Regions from separate parts of the Mus musculus genome. Here all the other regions are linked to region 1. Evidence: chromatin contacts called from public Hi-C and HiChIP or PLAC-seq data. All regions are on one chromosome and are shown on one strand. The core of a region is the stretch at or near the end of the contact, and the rest is flanking DNA. Distances in the headings are between cores, read along the strand shown.

Region 1 (2,645 bases), core at 70-2,569:
GGACCTTAGCTATTTTCCAGTTTGCACTGCTTCTAGATCTGCCCAGATGTGAGACAGCTGCCTCAGCCCTGCCATCACAGTGGAGGACAGCGTGAGCCACAATACCTTCTCTGCCAAGAAGATAAATGTATTGTCAATCTGCAAGGCAAAATGAATGAATCCTCCCCTTCCCTCCCTGCTCTCCCTTCTTCTCCCCTCTTCCCAGCTCTACCCACTTTCTTTCCAGCGCTTCTTGTTAGTTTTTGGTTACAAAGTTAACACCCCCTGAGCTTGTTTAAACTGAAGCTCTTGGCTAGGGCTAAAGCTAAAGGCCTAGAGTGTTCTACACAGAGCTGAACACCATTTCTACAGCATATATGACAGTGTCAACAGTAGTTATGGGCATTCAATTTTGAGATGACATCCAGCATTTTATGGCCACTGGGAATGTAGAAAAAGCCAGGCCAGGAAGAAAATACAGAATGAAATGAGGGACAGCAGGGAAAAGTGCATTTTATAAGATCACTTCAGTGATATTTTATTCAAACTGAAGGCAACAGAAATTCTTAAAATATATAGTATCTCTCAAAGAGAAGTTCCCTGGTCACATGCTTTTTCACACACCCCTCCCAAAAGAGACTGGAAAAACAAAAACAAAATGGAAAAAAAAAAATCACAGAAGTTACGAAAGAAGAGAAAAAAAAATCTTGGTAGGGTAACAGCTAGTCACCCTTGGGGCTGGGGAAGGGAGATGAAAATAAAGCATGGCTGGAAATCATGGCTTTGTCAAAAGACAGGTTTTTGAAACTAGAAACAATTTGTACAATGTTTCTTCTGACCAGACCGTTTCCTCCACTGCGATCCCATAAAGTCTGGGCGGGAGCCAGTTGGCAAGGTTCCTCACAGCTGTCCAGATAAGGGTCACAGAGGCGGAAACTAGAAAGCTTTAAACGCTGGGATCATTTCCTTGCTTCTCAGCATTTTGAAGGCAGGGGGCCTTTTGGTCACTGATATCTGCGTTTGCTCCTTGCAGCCCAGCTTGGGAAAATAACAAGATCAGTTCCTTGAAAGGCTTTCCAATCAGAGAAGTTCAGGGTCCCACTCTAAGCATTTAAGTGCAATAAACGGCTTCTCCTGGGCCAGAGGGTTCTAGAAAGACTAACACCATTTTTAAAGGTTCAGACGATGCTGTAACGAGTTACATAAAAACCCTCGACCAGTGTAAATGTCAGTGGGGAAGGGATGTGTTCAGGAGAGAGACCTGCGTAATCAATTCTTTGGAACTGCAGCTAAGGAGTCTTACTGGAAATAACAGAGCCGGTTTATGACACACAGCGCCAACGTGTAATAGCTATTTACATCTCGGGAGGGAGCCTGGCTGCTCTGGACCAGTTACCTGGATGAGCTAAGGGTAGAAAAGCACTCTTTCCAAATATATCCTCCAGCCGTGGGCCGCTGGAAGGCTTGCTAGGGTATGAAGAGCAGATAGACTGTTGGAAGACCATTTGTTTGGATGGATGCATTTTAAATATCAAAGGTGCACGAGGGTATGTACAGTCTCATGCCCCTGCCACCAAACCAGGAATATTATATAACCTTTGCCCTAAGACTGATCTACCAGGAGCAGCTCAACCACCATTGATCTTTTGGGTCATTTGGCTTATTTTTCTTGAAGAGTCCTTGGTGTTAAATTTCCAGTCTTTTGTGTCTGTTTCCTGGTGGGAAAGGAAATCATGAGTGGGATGGACTGACCAGCAACTGGAAACTGTATAAATGGAATTACAGGCACAGCCTGATGTCAGACCTGGAAGTCTGAAGTCTACGTAAGTTGTTTCTTCCAGGAATGTTCATGGACAGTCTTAGTCTGCAATTATGAAACTCAAAGTGTCTAACACTCTTTGTGGACTCTACATAATAATTTGACTCAAATTGTCATGTCAGGTGGCTCAGGATCCACTTGCTGGATTCACTGCAGACTGTAGCCGAGGAATAAACTGCAATTTTAACTTCTTTCCAAAGTCTCAAATTCAAAACTTAGAGACAGTGACATTTATTTGCTTACCAGCAAAACATACGCGCTGGCTCCCAGTCTTTCATGTGCTAACTAATCCTAATTATGTGCTCAGAGATAAGGCAAGGTTTGCACGGGTTGACTTTCCCAATTTATTGACTTTGTCTACTTTGTTGTTGTTAGCTGAGATTCAGACTTTAGGACATTAAAATTGGTAGTTAAGAGTCAGTAAAGGAGAGGGGCTTCCACTGAAAGTGTCAAAAATAACGAGAAAGGGAGAAAATATTAGTACCACAAGAAACGCAATCACATGCAAATTTAAAGCATACATCATCAGGAAAGTTTGCCATTCACTTTCCAACTTCTGCTTCCAAACTACAGAGCCCGGTACCAGCAGAGAGACCCGAAATCCCTTAGACTGCAAGAGCAGTTACACTTCTGTTCTTCCAAACTGGACCTTCAGCTTTAAAGTCCTAACGTCAACCCCCCATTTTGTTACTCTTCTTCTCAATGTGGCCACCAGTATCATATCATATAAATATAGGGTTTGTTTGTTCTTTTCTTTTCATTCTTTGTCAATTCAACAGGAGCTGAAGTTACCTGAGAAGAGGAAACTCGGTTAAGAAAATGGCCTGTAGACAAGTCTGTGGAGGCA
Region 2 (2,645 bases), core at 86-2,585, 220 kb before region 1:
GTGGAGGCAAAAAAAGAGGAGTGAGATTCCCCCAGAGCTGGAGTTACAGGTGGCTGTGATCCACCCCAGGTGGCTGCTGGGAACTGAATTCATGTTCTCTGGAAGAGCAATACATGCTCATAATTACAGACTCATCCCTCCAACCCCATAATTGAAAATTTAAATATAATAAATATGTAAATTTAAATATATAAATACAGAGCAAGAAAGAGAAAATTTCATCCATTATTTAATGAGAGGAACCCTTAAACTATATGCTTCCTGTTTCTATAAGGTTTTTTTGTTTTGTTTTGTTTTTTTTTAAACTTCCATTTCTAGGAAGAAAGCAATTCTAATTCTGTTTCCCTATCTTCCCACATGAGATCTACTCACTGTTACCTCTTTGAAGAAAAGCTTCATCCTGGGTAGACACATGAATGGGAGAGGAAATGGGAGCCCTTAACTCCCACAGACGGTATATTAAGGGCATTTCATTCTTGGAGTTAAAGACAGAAGGCTCGTGCCTGGAGAGTCCCTTCTCTGTAAAGTCTCTCACTGAGCTCACGCAGATAACAGACAAAGGAGACTAAATGCTGCTTGCAAACCCCCCACAAATCAAATCCTTTCTCTTTGTCCTAAAATGACATGTAATTCTAAACGAAGACCAAACATAGCTGAAGGTTGCAATGTGCAATTGCTGATTTGGGGAATACAGAACAAGCTAAAAAGAAAATGGGCTGCTATCCACTCCACGTGCACAGCCAGCCTATTTTTACTCCGGTTTGAAAGTTTCAAGTCTCCCTTCTGGGTTCTAAATAGGATCATCTTTCCTTAAAGCCATTTTCTAGCTGTGGCGGGCCTGATGAGGGGCTCTTTCTAGGAACACAAAGGTAGCCGTGGAGATGGCTTGCTTTGGGTTCATTCAGATCTAACTAAGTAGATGTCTGCTGTGAGCCATTAGAGATTCTTTGAGAGAGTAAATGCAATGAACGACTTTTCTGTGACTGTCAGCTTGCAGCATCAAAGCATGGTACATTGTATCACTCAGCAGTGACAATTTCATTTGGATACACGGGGCCACACCTGATCATTGCAAAGCTGCCCCAGCAACACTGGCTCGGTGCCTCCAGGAGCTGACAAAGAGGCAGAGCCAATGTTCTGGAAACGGAACAAAAGTGAGACCTGTAGGTGAATACCCGTATTAGCCAGAACATGCCTATTTTCCTCTCAAGTTTCACAATTAAGTGCTCGGTGCAGCTGCCAGCTGAAGCTCTCTGAAATCTGGCCCATGCAAGGCTTGAAGCTGACAGGAGTGCTCTCAAGTCCCCACTGGCAGCAGCTGCCTTTACAGGCCCCTTGCAGCCATCCTGGCTCAGCACAGTGCCTCCATTCTTCTAGAAAGTAGCTGAGCCCTTCTGTGCCCTGCAGAACAGCGCCTGGGTGGGGTCAACCCTTCATCGGACAATGCGTTAACCGCTCTTAGGAGGCGCCAGGCATGGGGTAAAGCTTCAGGGGGCTTTTTAGGTCTGCTGTTTGAATGTAAACACATGTTCAAGGGTGTGTTTCTTTCTTGCCTCATGACTTATAACTGCTGGCTTCAGTCATTTGAAACACACTAAAGGATTCCGTTGTTGCTGCTGCTACAGCTGCCTCTCCCTCCAACTCTTCTTCCTTCTCTCTACCCACCTCCCCTCCTTCTCTTCCTCCTCCTCCCTCTCTTCCTCCTCATAAGTCTTATTCCTCCTCTTCCTCTTCTTCTCAACAACTACTACTGAGGAGGGAAACTGATATTATAGCTCACACAATTCACAGTCAAACTAAAACACACAAGAACCTGCTCCAGCACCGGTAGAATGTTCTGGATCAGGCTTGACACACAGAGGAAGGAAGTCTTGTGGAAACCCATGTTCAGCTAAACTCTCACCTCAACAGAGTCCTCTCAGGTCACGATCTGAAAGCTCTAAGCATTATAAGCCATGGATTTAAAAACAAATCCACTCCATTGTCACATGCTAGGCTTAATTAGAGGTTTCCGCTCTTGTGAAATGTTTGGTGTTTTGCAATCACAGGCACTGGATAAACTATTGGTGACATGGAGGAGCATCCAACTTTAGGAGCCAAACATCCTCATTTCTGGTAAGATTTACGCAAAGTGTCAAAGCTATCAGAGGAATTTTAATGACTAAAATGTGTGCTCTTTCTAGCATTTCAAAATTAAATGACGTCATTTGCTTCTTAACCCATTGCAGCATAGAATGCAATAGTGAGTCCCCAGGACAAGGGAAATTTTTAATTAATTAATTAACTAATTAATTAATTAATTAATTTTTACACTCCAGATTTTATCCCCTGCCCCTGTTCACCCTCCGACTGCTCCACATCCCGAACCTCCTCCCCACTCCCCACCCGTCTCCATGAGGACGTATGTCCCCACCCCCACCCCACCTGACCTCTAAAATCCCTGGGGCCTCCAGTCTCTTGAGGGTTAGGTGCATCATCTCTGATTGAACACAGAACCAAAAATATTCTTTTTAAAAAATCTGTTTTAGGTTTGTGCCTCTGTGTGTGTGTGTGTGTGTGTGTGTGTGTGTGTGTGTATGTGCACAGCATATGCATGTACACATACACACTCACATGTGCACTCATGGCACTCATATGGTAAAGGT
Region 3 (2,645 bases), core at 95-2,594, 220 kb after region 1:
CCAAAGCATCTCAGTCAACCTTCACATAAAATACAGTCCAAACCAAAAGAAAAAAGAAAAAAAAATGCTCAACAAACTCTGAAAGACTTTGGTGGGTGCCTCCTGGCGCTCCTCTTTCCTCTTTCACTAGGCCATGAAAAGTTTAAGTGGCCCCCACCCCAGAGTGTTTTCTGTAAGGAAGGGGGAAAGGGAGGGGGGTACCCAAATCTTTGAGATTCACACACAAAGAACAGCTCGCTAGAAAAGCTCCTAAAACAATATTCTCGCCCCCTGAGAACGTCTGTTGGGACCTCGTTTCTAAAAATCCCTGCTCACCTGCAAAAGACTTCAACCATCTCACCGGCATTTCTGCAGCTAAATAACAAAAGAACACTCCATTGAAAGTCCCCTGTCTTTAAAGAGAAAGCTACACTCCGGGGCTTCCTCTCCCTTCTTTCTCTGGCTTGTTAACTCCGTTCCTACTGTTAGTAATTTGAAAGAGGTCGGCAGAGGGGATGGGGGCTAGGGTGAGGGAAGGGTCGGATTGCCACGCTCCGGAGGAGCGCCAGGCACCACGCTGCCTTCTGAAGCCCGCGGGTCCAGCCATACCTTGGTTTGGAGGTACTGAGGACAGTAGTACGTGTACTGGGGGTACATTTGTGGCTGATCCAGGCGTTTGCCCATGTAGCTGGGATCTTTATCTCCGAGGCAGGAAACTGAATAACAGGGTGTATGATGCCCCAGGCAAGCGAGCTTCTTTCTCTTAATCCACTGTCCCTGGCAGTCTGCGTGACTGCTGAGGCTTCTCAGACTCCAGCCTCACTAGTTCCAACACCGTGAGGAATTTAAAACAACCCAAAAAACCAAAGCAAAGCAAAACAAAAGAACCAAAAAGAAAAGAGAAAAAGAAAAAGAAAACAAAAACAAAAACAGATGGGGGTTGAGATCTGTAGCGGAAACCCCCAGACTGCTTCCCCAGTTCTTGCCTGCCTGGTTCCTCCCAGCTGCCCGGTCCAGTCCGGATGAAGCAGTTTGCTCTGTGACCAGCCTGTCTCTAGTGGTGTCAATCGCAGGCGCTTGTAAAGGCGAAGGAGGAGAAAAAAAGAAATAGATCCTTTAGCACAACTCGGAATCCTTGCAGTACAGCTTTCGTTCTCTCCCGTGTCTCTTTCCCACCGCGGAAAAAGGAAATTTTAATAAAAAGAAGAAAAAAGGAAAAGAAACAACGGACAAAAAGAAAAAGAACGGAAAGGAAAAAAAACCGGGAAAAAAAGAAAAAGAAAAAAGAAAAAAGAAAGAAAAGAAAAAGAAACCCGTGCAGGCTTAGTTGCTGCTGTCTGGTTCCCAGAGTGACATGGTGTGTTCCAGCTGGCCTTGCCCCTCTCACTCACTTCCCCTCCTTCCAGCCAGTGGGTGGAACTGAGAGAGCCTCTCCAGGGAGCCGGGCACGCAGTCCAGAAGGCTGCAGTATTTCCTCCAAGGGGGGAAAAAGAAGATGAAAAAGAAGAAGAAAAAGAAAGAAAGAGGCTGCTGCCACCCCTCTGCTAGCTATCTGGAATAGCACAGTGAGCAGCGTCTGCAGCCGAGCCGCGGGTGGAACCGAACCCCAGCTTCTCTGTGAAGTGCCTGGGTGGGGCATGGCCCAGCCTCCCTGCCCTGCTCCGACCAGGGCTCCCAAGCTCCCAAGCTGCTTCTCCTCTTCAATCGCCAAGTTCCCAGAGGTGAGGCATGGCATTGATGAACAAAACAGACCCTGCCCTGCGAGGGGAGCATGAGGGAAGGAGAAGTGTGTGTGTGTGTGTGTGTGTGTGTGTGTGTGTGTATTTACACACACATGCCAACCTTTCTAGTTAAGTAGGGAGAAAAGTGTATTCAAGGCTTTTTCAAAATCTGTTAACACATTAAAAGCCAGATGAACCGAGGACCTGAAGATGAAACCAATGTTTTGGGGGATGCTCAAGAGAGGAGAAAAAGTGGGGATTCTCAGCTGGGTACCTCTGTGGGGAAGCCAAGCCCCATCTCAACAAGGGGGTTGCCTTAACTATCACAAATAATTGTGTTGTGGCTTTATCCATCTCTTAAAAACGAAATCAAAGTGATCTTTACATTTATTCGCTTATTGGAGAATAAAATAACCTCTCTCTCTCTCTCTCTCTCTCTCTCTCTCTCTCTCTCTCTCTCTCCTTCTCTTACTTGCTCTTTCTTAATGCTTTCGTGGCTCTGTAAGTATTGCACACAAAAAAATTGAACAAAAACTCATAATTACTTGTCAGAGTTTTTCCCCCCACCAGTAATAATATTCCGACACGTCGATCAGCTGCTACATTATAATACAGATTGTTTCAGAGAAGATAGATCTCCTTAAAGGGTTTCTCTGCAAGGCGGCGGTGAGGCTAAAATTAGCTGTGCCAGCTGTGTTTTGCTGGGAGTGCTCACGCATGCCCGGAGCGTGGGCAGCCAGCCTCTGTGCCTCTCCACTCCCCCAAGTCTGCCGAACACTCCAGCCGTCCTTTCAGATAAAAGACTCCAGGTACAAAGGCAGTTTCCTCACATGGAGGGAGAATTGAAACTGCAATACACAGGATGCCACCTCTGCTTTAAGTCCCGCCTGCCACTCATGGGGTAACAACCTAGGCTCCTGTGCTCCTTAGCTCCAGGAAGCTCAG
Region 4 (2,645 bases), core at 101-2,600, 160 kb before region 1:
ATCACTCTCTGCCTCCTGACCGTGCGTGTGATGAGAGCAGCTGCTTCTGTCTCCTGACACCTTGATTTCCCTGCCTTGATGGGCTGTCAGTGTAAATAAAGCCTTTCTCTATTAAGTTGTTTTGGCAGGACGTTTTTATCATAACTGTTTGTGATGGGAAATGACAGGGACCGAGACTCTCCTTCTGGAAGAGAAAATGGACTTCATTGTTTGGGGGGGGGGAGGGATATTTAATAGAGATTAAATGGCAACCTAAGCTTCACCTTAAATATATTAAGTTGGGGTGTGCCATATTGAAAGTAGTACAGTTATCTGTATACAAATATTGATTAAAAATTACCACTGAAAGCTAGAAGAGTTGTGTGCACACACATACATGTGTGCACACATAGCACATACACCATACAGGAATTAAAACGATAAGAAAACAAAATAAAAGAGTAGGGCTCCATTAACTGAAGAGTGTTTCACTAGTCAGGAAACATTGGGAGCAAGAATCCTCATTTCAGACTCTGCAGAGCTCACAAGGAAGAGGGTATCGGTGAATGAGGCCGCTGTCAGACACCCTCTTCATTCACGCCGTAAATCACAAACATTAGACGTTGGCAGTTTATATTTTGGTTGTGATCTTTGACAACCTTTTATTTCTATCTAACAGAAAACTGATGAATGAAACAAAGCTTCCACGAAAATCTAAGCATCCTGTAGCTCTGTGAGGACAACTCCCTACCCAGATAGAAATGCGCCAGGAAGGACAAGTGAGCTGTTTCAGCAGGGAAGGCTCGTGGCACCCGGTCAGAGGACCTGAGTTCAGGAGCAGAATCCATGTGATAAAAGGAGAGGACTAAATGCTGCCGATTGTCCTCTGACCTCCACATGTCTGTCTGTCTATCTGTCTGTCTGTCTGTCTGTCTGTCTCTCTCTCTCTCACACACACACACACACACACACACACACACACAGAGAGAGAGAGAGAGAGAGAGAGAGAGAGAGAGAGAGAGAGAAACTTAGTGGTAGTAGAAAAAAATCATAAAAATAAAATTTGAATATTCTTTCTAACATCTGAGACAAGCTTTACTTTCTTTAACTCCTGACTTCATCCTGATTGCACTAAATATATCCTAATCTGGAATATTCTAAACAGAAAATGAAGAACACTCATGTGTGCATAGTCAACTAGTTCCTCACCACAGAGTACCCTGTGGCCCATTTTGTGACTCCCCTGCTCATGTCTTTCTCAGAATAAAATTAACTTTTCTAGAGATCTCGTCGTCTCTGAAGGAACAAAGGTCCTACATGTCTGACTGACACCAAACCCATCAAGGCAGTAGATCTGGGAAGAAGTTGGCTCATGAAACCGCTTAGTCATTCCCATTCAACCCTCCGACGCTCAGTGTGAGCTGCCAAGAAGCCGTATCATGAAAAGCTAATTTGGCTCTTGAAGATAGCATGTTTTCACAAAGTGATAAGAAGGAGAAGTTGAGCTGGGTTCAGACAGGCTGTCTCTGTTCTCAGAAATATTGTCTGCTGTTTTATCAGCCGCTACATTCCACAGCAAGAGATGAAATACGACATTCTCTCCCTCCAAGGGTGGGGCATGCTTCTATGCGTGCATGTCTGTGTGTATGTGCGCGCGTGCATGCGTGCGTGCGTGCGTGCGTGCGTGCGTGCGTGCGTGCGTGCGTGTGTGCGTGTGTGTGTGTGTGTGTGTGTGTGTCCTTACTGCACAAGTTTGGTTCAGTCAGCAGTTGACACAGAATCCTGCCTCTGGACACATCCCTTGAACCTTCAGCCTCTGCTGAAACATTTCCTTTCTCCTGGCTTTCATCTGAGTTTCTCTCTTCTCCACCCCACTTATTCCCCTTGGCTGCTGTTCAGTTTGGTCATACATTTTCCAGGATGCAATCTTTAAGGGATCCTGCCATGTGAACTGAACTTACTCTATTCCCAGCATTCCCCGTGCTCTTCTGTCCCCCTCGGGGAAACATGATAACCTTTGTTTTCGAAAATACCCCTGCCTTGTGTGTATATTTGCTTTGAAAGTTGAGTCTTTGAACAGGATCTGGAGCCGGCCGGCTCACACTTAGGGAGAGATCACAAGACGCTACAAGGAACCAGACAGATTATCTTGCCATCTGCTGAGGGGTTCTAAAGGAAGTGGGGCAGTTAAAGATGAAAGCGAAGCTGAGCTCCTCGCCCCACTGTTCAACCCCCACATGCCAGGAATAATCTTGACCGACCCCAAACCTGTTGGTTGGCCTCTTAGAGAAAAGCAATAAAGTTGAACTGAGTTCCGTTACCCTGCATTAGCTGTGATCCAAATATCTAGCCATTTACAATTTGACACTTTCATAGGAGTGGTGACTCATTCCTGGAGCATATCAGCCTTAAAGCAAATAGCCACATGAAGTTCAGAATACCAGAATAGGCCAGTGGCTTCCCTATTCTCTCTCCCCACTGCCCTGTACATTCAGGTGTTATTTCTGCTACATTATGTCCCTTGAAGATGCTGGTTACTGAAAGAGGCCAGAGACTTTTACAACCTAAAGAAGCAAGCAGGCCATGCTCTCCCTCTCTCGCCACCTTTCTCTCCTTTCTTCTTTCTCTTTCTCTCTGTCCTTTCCCTCTCTTCCCGCTTCTCTCTC

What was found. A called contact is a pair of places that touch in the nucleus more often than the background predicts. HiChIP or PLAC-seq counts read pairs in DNA pulled down with a chosen protein or histone mark.
Region 2: a Hi-C map of uterus shows a contact between it and region 1, with 2.0 times the contacts expected there. The contact joins two enhancer-like sites. A contact is called at or near these places in 3 of 484 Hi-C or Micro-C datasets (nephron progenitors, stem cell-derived neural progenitor cells and uterus) and 2 of 115 datasets of contacts at active chromatin or transcription factors (fibro-adipogenic progenitors and heart atrium).
Region 3: an H3K27ac HiChIP or PLAC-seq map of heart atrium shows a contact between it and region 1, with 9 read pairs. The contact joins the promoter of Rbms3 here to the enhancer-like site in region 1. A contact is called at or near these places in 3 of 484 Hi-C or Micro-C datasets (the N1E-115 cell line, nephron progenitors and uterus), 6 of 115 datasets of contacts at active chromatin or transcription factors (bone marrow-derived macrophages, craniofacial prominence, fibro-adipogenic progenitors and 3 more) and 1 of 9 other capture datasets (adipose tissue).
Region 4: a contact with region 1 is called in an H3K27ac HiChIP or PLAC-seq map of heart atrium, with 8 read pairs. The contact joins two enhancer-like sites. A contact is called at or near these places in 5 of 484 Hi-C or Micro-C datasets (LSK cells, liver, nephron progenitors and 1 more) and 2 of 115 datasets of contacts at active chromatin or transcription factors (heart atrium and pancreatic cancer cells).

What each region holds. Positions count from the first base shown.
Region 1 is chr9:117,030,137-117,032,781 of GRCm38.p6, forward strand. The region is part of intron 3 of Rbms3 (RNA binding motif, single stranded interacting protein); the gene reads right to left. Among named protein-coding and RNA genes, the nearest start is that of Gm39452, 160 kb to the right of the region's middle. Within about 2 kb of position 1,320, at least 58 of the 459 cell types and tissues checked have an H3K27ac peak or open chromatin away from gene starts, as enhancers often do. A contact at or near this core is called in the N1E-115 cell line, adipose tissue, heart atrium and 2 more, where this site is marked.
Region 2 is chr9:116,806,551-116,809,195 of GRCm38.p6, forward strand. All of the region lies in intron 5 of Rbms3 (RNA binding motif, single stranded interacting protein), which reads right to left. Among named protein-coding and RNA genes, the nearest start is that of Gm39449, 280 kb to the left of the region's middle. Within about 2 kb of position 1,336, at least 88 of the 459 cell types and tissues checked have an H3K27ac peak or open chromatin away from gene starts, as enhancers often do. A contact at or near this core is called in uterus, where this site is marked.
Region 3 is chr9:117,251,139-117,253,783 of GRCm38.p6, forward strand. Rbms3 (RNA binding motif, single stranded interacting protein) reads right to left here and starts at 1,345. Exons shown (of 15, transcript NM_001172123.1): 1 at 589-1,345. The coding sequence starts at 663. Gm17396 (predicted gene, 17396) reads left to right here and starts at 1,395. Exons shown (of 2, transcript NR_166691.1): 1 at 1,395-1,700; 2 at 2,207-2,645.
Region 4 is chr9:116,871,756-116,874,400 of GRCm38.p6, forward strand. The region is part of intron 4 of Rbms3 (RNA binding motif, single stranded interacting protein); the gene reads right to left. Among named protein-coding and RNA genes, the nearest start is that of Gm39452, 320 kb to the right of the region's middle. Within about 2 kb of position 1,351, at least 94 of the 459 cell types and tissues checked have an H3K27ac peak or open chromatin away from gene starts, as enhancers often do. A contact at or near this core is called in heart atrium and uterus, where this site is marked.